Regions from separate parts of the Capra hircus genome. Here region 2 is linked to region 1. A link is a contact called in public Hi-C data. All regions are on one chromosome and are shown on one strand. Each heading gives the region's core, a stretch centred on a gene start, on an enhancer-like site or on the middle of the called end of the contact. The rest is flanking DNA. Distances are from core to core; before and after follow the strand shown. Region 1 holds the start of SIAE (sialate O-acetylesterase). Region 2 has its middle 25 kb from the start of ROBO3.

Region 1 (3,578 bases), core at 1,076-3,575:
TCCCTTGGACTGCAAGTCCATCCTAAAGATCAGTCCTGGGTGTTCACTGGCAGGACTGATGTTGAAGCTGAAACTCCAATATTTTGGCCACCTGATGCAGAGAGCTGACTCATTTGAAAAGACCCTGATGCTGGGAAAGATTGAGGGCAGGAGGAGAAGGGGACGGCAGAGGATAAGATGGTTGGATGGCATCACCAACTCAATGGACATGGGTTTGGGTGGACTCCAGGAGTTGGTGATCGACAGGGAGGCCTGGTGTGCTGCGGTTCATGGGGTCGCAAAGACTCGGACACAACTGAGCGGCTGAACTGACTATGTGCCATGGAGAAGGAAATGGCAACCCACTCCAGTATTCTTACCTGGAAAATCCCTTGGACAGAGGAGCCTGGCGGGCTACAGTCCATGGAGTTGCAAAGAGTCAGACACGACTGAAGCAACTTAGCATGCACTATGTGCCAGGCACAATTTTAGGCACTGAGGATACAACAGGGAAAGCAGTGGGGGCAGGGAAGGCAGACAAAATTCCTTGCCAGCAGGAAGCTTACATTCTACTGGGAAGCTTAACTGTGGCAGGCAGAGAACTAGTCATGTGACAGATGTTAAACTTCTTTGGCTCCAAATCACACAGGTAGTTCAGGACAGGAAAGGAAATGAAGCCACCTGATTCCAAGATTACTGCAATCACTACTCTGCCACAGTTAGATACTGGTGATAAAGCAAAGAAACGTCACATTCCTTGTCGTTATAAAGCTCACATTCCAAGCTGACAACAGTAGACAGTGGTCCATTACCAAGGAACGGAGCAATGGACAAAACAGAACGAGAAAGGTGGTGGGACTGGTCAGTGTTTTTGTCAACTACAAGACCCTTAAGATTTGAATTTTTTGTTTTAGGTCTTCAATTTTTTCTTCATTTTGGTGTCAGAGTAGAAAAACAGGAATTAGTGTTCTGGGATGGTAAAAGTAGTCATTGAAAGATTGACAACATGAGGGCAGTGGTTACTTCTGGCTCCCTTGGGAAGGAATATCCTTGGAGTCTCAATAAAACTGCAACAGTCTAGCTCTTAAATTGTGTGTAAAGCCCTTGGGTGTTCATTTTATTGCTTCACTGCTACATATGTTCATGTACATTTCAAATATTACATGATAAACATGGGAAGAGAGGGAATGATTTGAAGAAGTCCGGATATGCAACCAAATACCAAGGAAAGAAAATCTAGAGCATCAATGAATGAAAAAATAAAGTCATTGTTAATGAAGGTTATGTAACAATACGACCCAAAGGCAAAGATAAATAGTGATGTTACGGTTAACAGCCTTTAACATAAAAACTAATAATGGCCCTCTTTCCCTTCTCCCCACTTCATATACTGGACTCAAACGTCACTATGTGGGGATGAATCAGGAAATGATACACAGAGGCTAGTTTACGCCTTTGTTAAACCCCGAAAACCCTTCATGAACTGCAGTTTGTCTTCATCTATGTACTTGGCAGATTCATACACAGAGCGAGAGTCCTTTTTCTGCACGCAGTCTGTTCTCCCACTTAAACTTTCTTTTCTGTGACCCAGCGTCCAGCCCGGGGTCAAACGACACGATATGACCAGAAAATAGCCAAAATGAGTCATCCTCCTCCCCAAGAAAACGGCTATTATCCCACTATCAATGCCCGCGAGCAGGAATCAAAGCTGAGTCTTAAATACTCCGAGCTGGTGAGGGGGCTCTGTCTTAGCCATCATCACCACTTAAACTAGTAAAGTTAATTCCCCCAAGGAATCCAACCCGGGGCAAACCCTCCCCAACGGTACCACTGAGGGGGCAGCACTGAAACGTTTTGGATGACTCAGTCACCCGCTTCCAAATATTATCTAACTAGCTTCGCCCCCTCCCCTTCGAGTTCCCCCGCAGTTCTTTAAAGACCCTGACAGCCTCGGTCTGGGCACACCTGGGCCTCCCCTCCTGCGATAAACCCAACTCTCTCGCTGCCCCACGAAAGGCGTCATAAGGGCGCTGGAAGGGAGTGGAGGAAGCAGACGGGCCGGAGTTCCGGCCTAGCAAACACCTGCAATCTAGGCCTGTGCCGTAGAACCCGGTTCCTGCCCAGGGATCCTTGCCCGACCTAGAGAAGCAGGCGCCGGGGGCGGTCCTGCGGAGGACGCGGAATCTCGGAGTCCTCGCAGGCCGACGGATGGGCAGGGGTCGGGCCGAGCGCGGCCTCCTCACCTGCACTTACGTGGGCCTGCAGGAATAACCGCAGCACCAGACCCAAGACAATTCCCGACGCAATCATGTCGGCAAGAAGCCGTCCCCGCCGCGCAGGCCTCGGGGCATGGACGCCAGCGAGGGCGGGGCCGCGGGGCGGGGCGGGGCGGAAAAAGCCTGACTCCGCCCTTCCCAGGCCAGTCAATTCGCGAAGCCGTCCGCGGCCGCTGGGCGGGCCCGTGCCTCTCTTCGGCCACCGTAGTGGAATGAGGGAGCGGGGACGGGGGAGGAAACGGTTTCCCGGCAACGAGAAAAAACAACCGGAACCATCGGCTCCAGCTCTGAGAGAACGGAGAGGTGAGGCGGTTTACCCCATTTCCTCTTCGAAATAGAGACCTCGCCTTTTCCCTTCGTCTCAGGTATTTTCTCAGGATCCGCTCCCGCAATCTGGGAAGCCGAGGTCAGGCTGGGAACCCAGTAGCCCATTCTGCGAGTCTGAAATCCGAGACCCTCGACGACCCGCCCCCCAGGAGACCTGTGGTCCCTCTCCGACCTCCCTCCACTCCTCACGTCGGTCTAGGGTTTCTTCCTCTTCACAACCAGTGATTCAATGCTTCACCTCCTGTTCCGTCAAAAGAAAAAGAAGGAGAAGAAGGAGAAGAAAGTCCACAGATTCGGCGTCATTAAGCCTTCTAGACCCCCACCGAGACCCCTACCACGACTTCCGGGCTTATTCGGCAGTAATGGTGTCACATACAGGCCAGGTCCCTGAGTGTTGTTTGCAGACTCAGTAGCCCAACCCGCTGCTTAGCAGCTATCCTTATCTGGCCCTTGTATGCTAAGAGAGAAAACAAAACAAACAAAAAAGTAAAAATCCCAAACCTTTTGAGGCTAGAATTGCTATGTCGTGACCTTGCCCCCAGCTCTCTCGGCCCACTGCCTCTTCCACAAATAGAGATGCTTCGACGAGGCATCCTAGGTCATACTTCAGAAGTGAAAGCCAGGGGAACGACTCAAGTCCGAAACATATTCATTCGACAACTTAGAGTAGTTTCAATGACTTACTTTTTTTTTTTAAGACCTTAAACAGGGTTTTTTCCGGCAATTTAAGATGAATTTTTAGCAATCATTCTCTAAATTCCTGTGGGATAGGAAAAATTACCCTTTTAAAGGGAGAGAGGAGAAAGTACTTAGTATCATAGTGAAAATTTGTGATTTTTGTAATTTTTAAAAAATGATTTCACCTATTTAATGTTCTAATAATGGAAAATTTCAAAAACTTTTTGGAAGAAATTGACGGACTTGGATTGTACTGGGGGGGAAAGGATTGAAGTCCAGAAATTTGGGTGTCTCAGAAATAATTTGAGGTCTTATTTG
Region 2 (3,510 bases), core at 168-2,667, 140 kb after region 1:
CATGAGCTTGAGCAAGCTCAGGGAGATAGTGAAGGACAGGGAAGCCTGGGGTGCTGCAATTCATGAGGTCACAGAGAGTCAGACATGACTTGGCGATTGAACAACAGTGCTCAAGCTGATGAGCTGAGGGTGATGTCCCACCTGCGTTTGAAAACATGGCAATGGTATAGCAACTTCCTGTTTTCTTTCTTTTATAAATTAATTTTTATTGGAGTACGATGTTGTGTTCATTTCTACTGTACAGCAAGATCAATCAATCATACATGTACATGCATCCCTTCCCTTTTGAATTTCCTTCCCATTCAGGTCACCACAGAGCATTAAGTAGAGTTCCCTGTGCTAGACAGTAGGTTCTCATCAGCTATCCATTTTATACATAGTATCAATAGTATATATGTGTTAATCCCAATCTCACAACTTCCTGTCTCCTGTGTAGGTACAGATCTGCTCTGACTCCAGCCCTGAGGTGGGTACTATTATATTCTCAGTATCTGTTGCACATACAACTGAGATTAAAACAGTGCATGAAACAGAATCTTCACCTGCTCTTCTCCCAAAACATTCATTGAGCTCTTCTGTAAGACACTGTGTATCTATTTTAACACACATATGAATATTCTTGGGCTTCCCTGGTGGCTGAGTGGTAAAGAATCCACCTGTCAATGTAGGAGATGTGGGGTTCGATCCTTGGGTCAGGACGATCCCTTAGAGGAGATAAGGCAACCCACGCCAGTATTCTTGCCTGGGAAATCCCATGGACAGAGGAGCCTGGTGGGCTATAGTCCTTGAGATCTCAAAGAGTCAGACACAACTTAGTGACTGAACAACAACAACAATGTATATTCTTGCTATGAGCATGTAATTTGCTAAAGTTACTGTGTGATTTAGGTTTTGTAACATGTTGAGTATCATCTGAGGGAGGGCCATGATCACCTGAGAGAGACCATCCTGTGTCCATTAGACGGAAAACTGGAATTTAGTAAGATTCTAGAGTGGACTTTAGAGTTAAAATAAAGTGGTCATTTTAATAATTTGAGGAAGATTCACTACCAGCAAGAGAAAAAGAACTCTTGGGTGGTAGGAAATAGAGGTTGACTGCCAGAGGGTCCTGGGAGGAAGAAGCCAAGCCCTGGGCCTTGAAGTGGTTCAGAGCTGCCTCCTTTGTAGAAACCTCTGGTCTGAAGTTACATTCTTTCCATTTTTCTTAGTTAAGTAACCCATTTTCTTACATCTAGAGCAGGGTGGACCTCTTTCCCAGAAGGAAAAACTAAGACGTCTCAGAGAGCCCTTGAGGAAACTCAAGGGATCACTTAAGTACCTCGGCAGCTGTTACAGAGGTATTTTCCAGTAACTGCTCTTCCTGCTTCAGTTCCCAAGTCATTTAAGTAGAGAAACAGCCCTTTGTCCTGGTTCTGAGTGGAAAAATGTAGAGTATATAGGCCGGGCTCCAAGTCCAGGGTTAATTCTCATTGATTGGGCAAGGTCTGCCACCTGGTGGCAAGAAACAAAATCTCACCTGCTTTTCTCATCGAATTCTTGCTATACTGCTTTTTAAAAAAATCATATGTATTAAAAATCATATACAATCATATATTTTACAAGGGCTTCCCTTGTGGCTCAGCTGATGAAGAATCCGTCTGCAGTTCAGAAGACCTGGGTTCAATCCCTGGGTTGGGAAGATCTCCTGGAAAAGGGGAAAGGCTGCCCACTCCAGTATTCTGGCCTGGAAAATTTTGTGGACTGTTTAGTTCATGGGGTCACAGAGTCAGACACAGCTGAGGTGACTCAACACATATTTTACAGAACCCATTCTCAGCCTCTAACTTGGGCTTGCTTGCTTAGCCACCAGCCAAATTCTCCTAATTTGATAATGATGCTGACATATTGAACAGAGTTTTTCAGCAAATATCTGGATCTTAAATCACTTTCATATTATTTTAGAACAGCTGGGAGAAGAAGCAAAGGTAAGAAGGAGGGGACTGGTAGGTGTTAGGATTCTCCTAAAGAAGAAAGCATTCATTCATTCATACACCATCATCCATGGAGTTGAGCACCATTGAGCACGTAAAACCATGCTCATCAAAATAAAATGCCTTCCCATGAAAAAAAAACATGCAAATCAGTTTGCAAACAAAAATGTGTAAGATCACATCCCTGCACCTTTAGTGCCAAAGAGATGAACAGATGACCAAGTTAGGTTGGGAAAATAGGTAATTCTGGTTTTCACTGGAGGGTGCAGAGTTGTTTGAGTCCATTAGGGGGAGTGCTAAATCTCCAGACAAAAAACACATGCCCTAGGTTAATTCTGGAATATGCCCAGGATTGCTTGGGGATTTCAGTCTATCTATCCCTCACAGAAAGTAAAGATACCCCAGGACTCTGGGGACCTTGAACTTCCAATAATGTCTTCCAGCACTGCACACGATCACTTCTTTCCTCTTTCACCAGCCCTCACTTTTCCTTCCTTCCAGGCCAGTGATCTCAGATTGTAGCCCCAGGCATCCCCACCACCATCACCTGGGAAACTTCTAGAAATGCACATTCCCAGGCCCTGTGACTTCCCAGACTAAATACATCATAATCTCTGGCAATGTTTTTAAAACTGTTTATTTATTATTTTCAGCTGCCCTGTATCATTGCTCTATGGGGGCTTTCTCTGGCTGTGGCAAGCCGGGGCTACTGTCTAGATGTGGTGTGCAGGCTTCTTCTTGCAGTGACTTCTCTTGCTGCTGAGCACGGGTTCTAGAGCACACAGGCTCAGTGGTTACAGCCCCGGGGCTCTAGGGCAGGGGCTCAGTAGTTGAGGCTCACTGGCTTAGTTGTTCTCAGGCATGTGGGATCTTTCCAGACCAGAAATCAAACCTATGTCCCCTGCATTGGCAAGTAGACTCTCAACCACTGGACCACCAGGGAAGTCCCTCTGGGAGTGGGTTTTTTTTTTCCCCCTTGGCGTGTTTTTAACAAGCTCTCCAGGTGATTCTGATGCATGCCAAAGTTTGAGAACCATGAGTCTACGAAACTATGCAGGTATGGACCAGGGAGACTGGTGGGGTGGAAGAGAAGAAGTGATGGTTCCTGCAAGAGGAGAGGAAGCAGAGAACATCTGTAAAGGGAGATGACACTGCACCACAGGGCCTTTTGCCAGCCCACCTTGGCACCAAGCTGAGACGCTAGCCCCCGAATTTACCCTAGGTCACATTGGTGACTATACCACCATCTTTAGACGCGGGCTCAGCCTTCGAATCATGCTACTCCAGAACAGTAGCTGCAGTGTTCAGGACTGATAAGATAAGCAAGGGCTGTGCCAGCCGACACTGTTTCAACTCTCTCCACTTCCGTCCAGATCCTCGACAGGTGCAGCTCACCTCCTGGGCAGTGTGGTGCACCAGCAGGCCCCCGGCAGCACCCCCCTCACCTCCCTCACTTGGGGCGGGGATACCTGGATTGAAAACTAACTCCATGAAACCCCAGGCAGCATCAGCAGCTTGCTCCCTCCTCTGTTGCATGGGG

What was found. A called contact is a pair of places that touch in the nucleus more often than the background predicts.
Region 2: a contact with region 1 is called in a Hi-C map of blood, with 5 times the contacts expected there. The contact joins the enhancer-like site here to the promoter of SIAE in region 1. A contact is called at or near these places in 2 of 5 Hi-C or Micro-C datasets (both in blood).

What each region holds. Positions count from the first base shown.
Region 1 is chr29:27,484,233-27,487,810 of ARS1.2, forward strand. SIAE (sialate O-acetylesterase) reads right to left here and starts at 2,326. Exons shown (of 10, transcript XM_018043176.1): 1 at 2,223-2,326. The coding sequence starts at 2,289. It overlaps SPA17 (sperm surface protein Sp17), which reads left to right and starts at 2,347. Exons shown (of 5, transcript XM_005699579.3): 1 at 2,347-2,558.
Region 2 is chr29:27,627,989-27,631,498 of ARS1.2, forward strand. No RefSeq gene overlaps it. Among named protein-coding and RNA genes, the nearest start is that of ROBO3, 25 kb to the right of the region's middle. Within about 2 kb of position 1,418, at least 1 of the 5 cell types and tissues checked has an H3K27ac peak or open chromatin away from gene starts, as enhancers often do.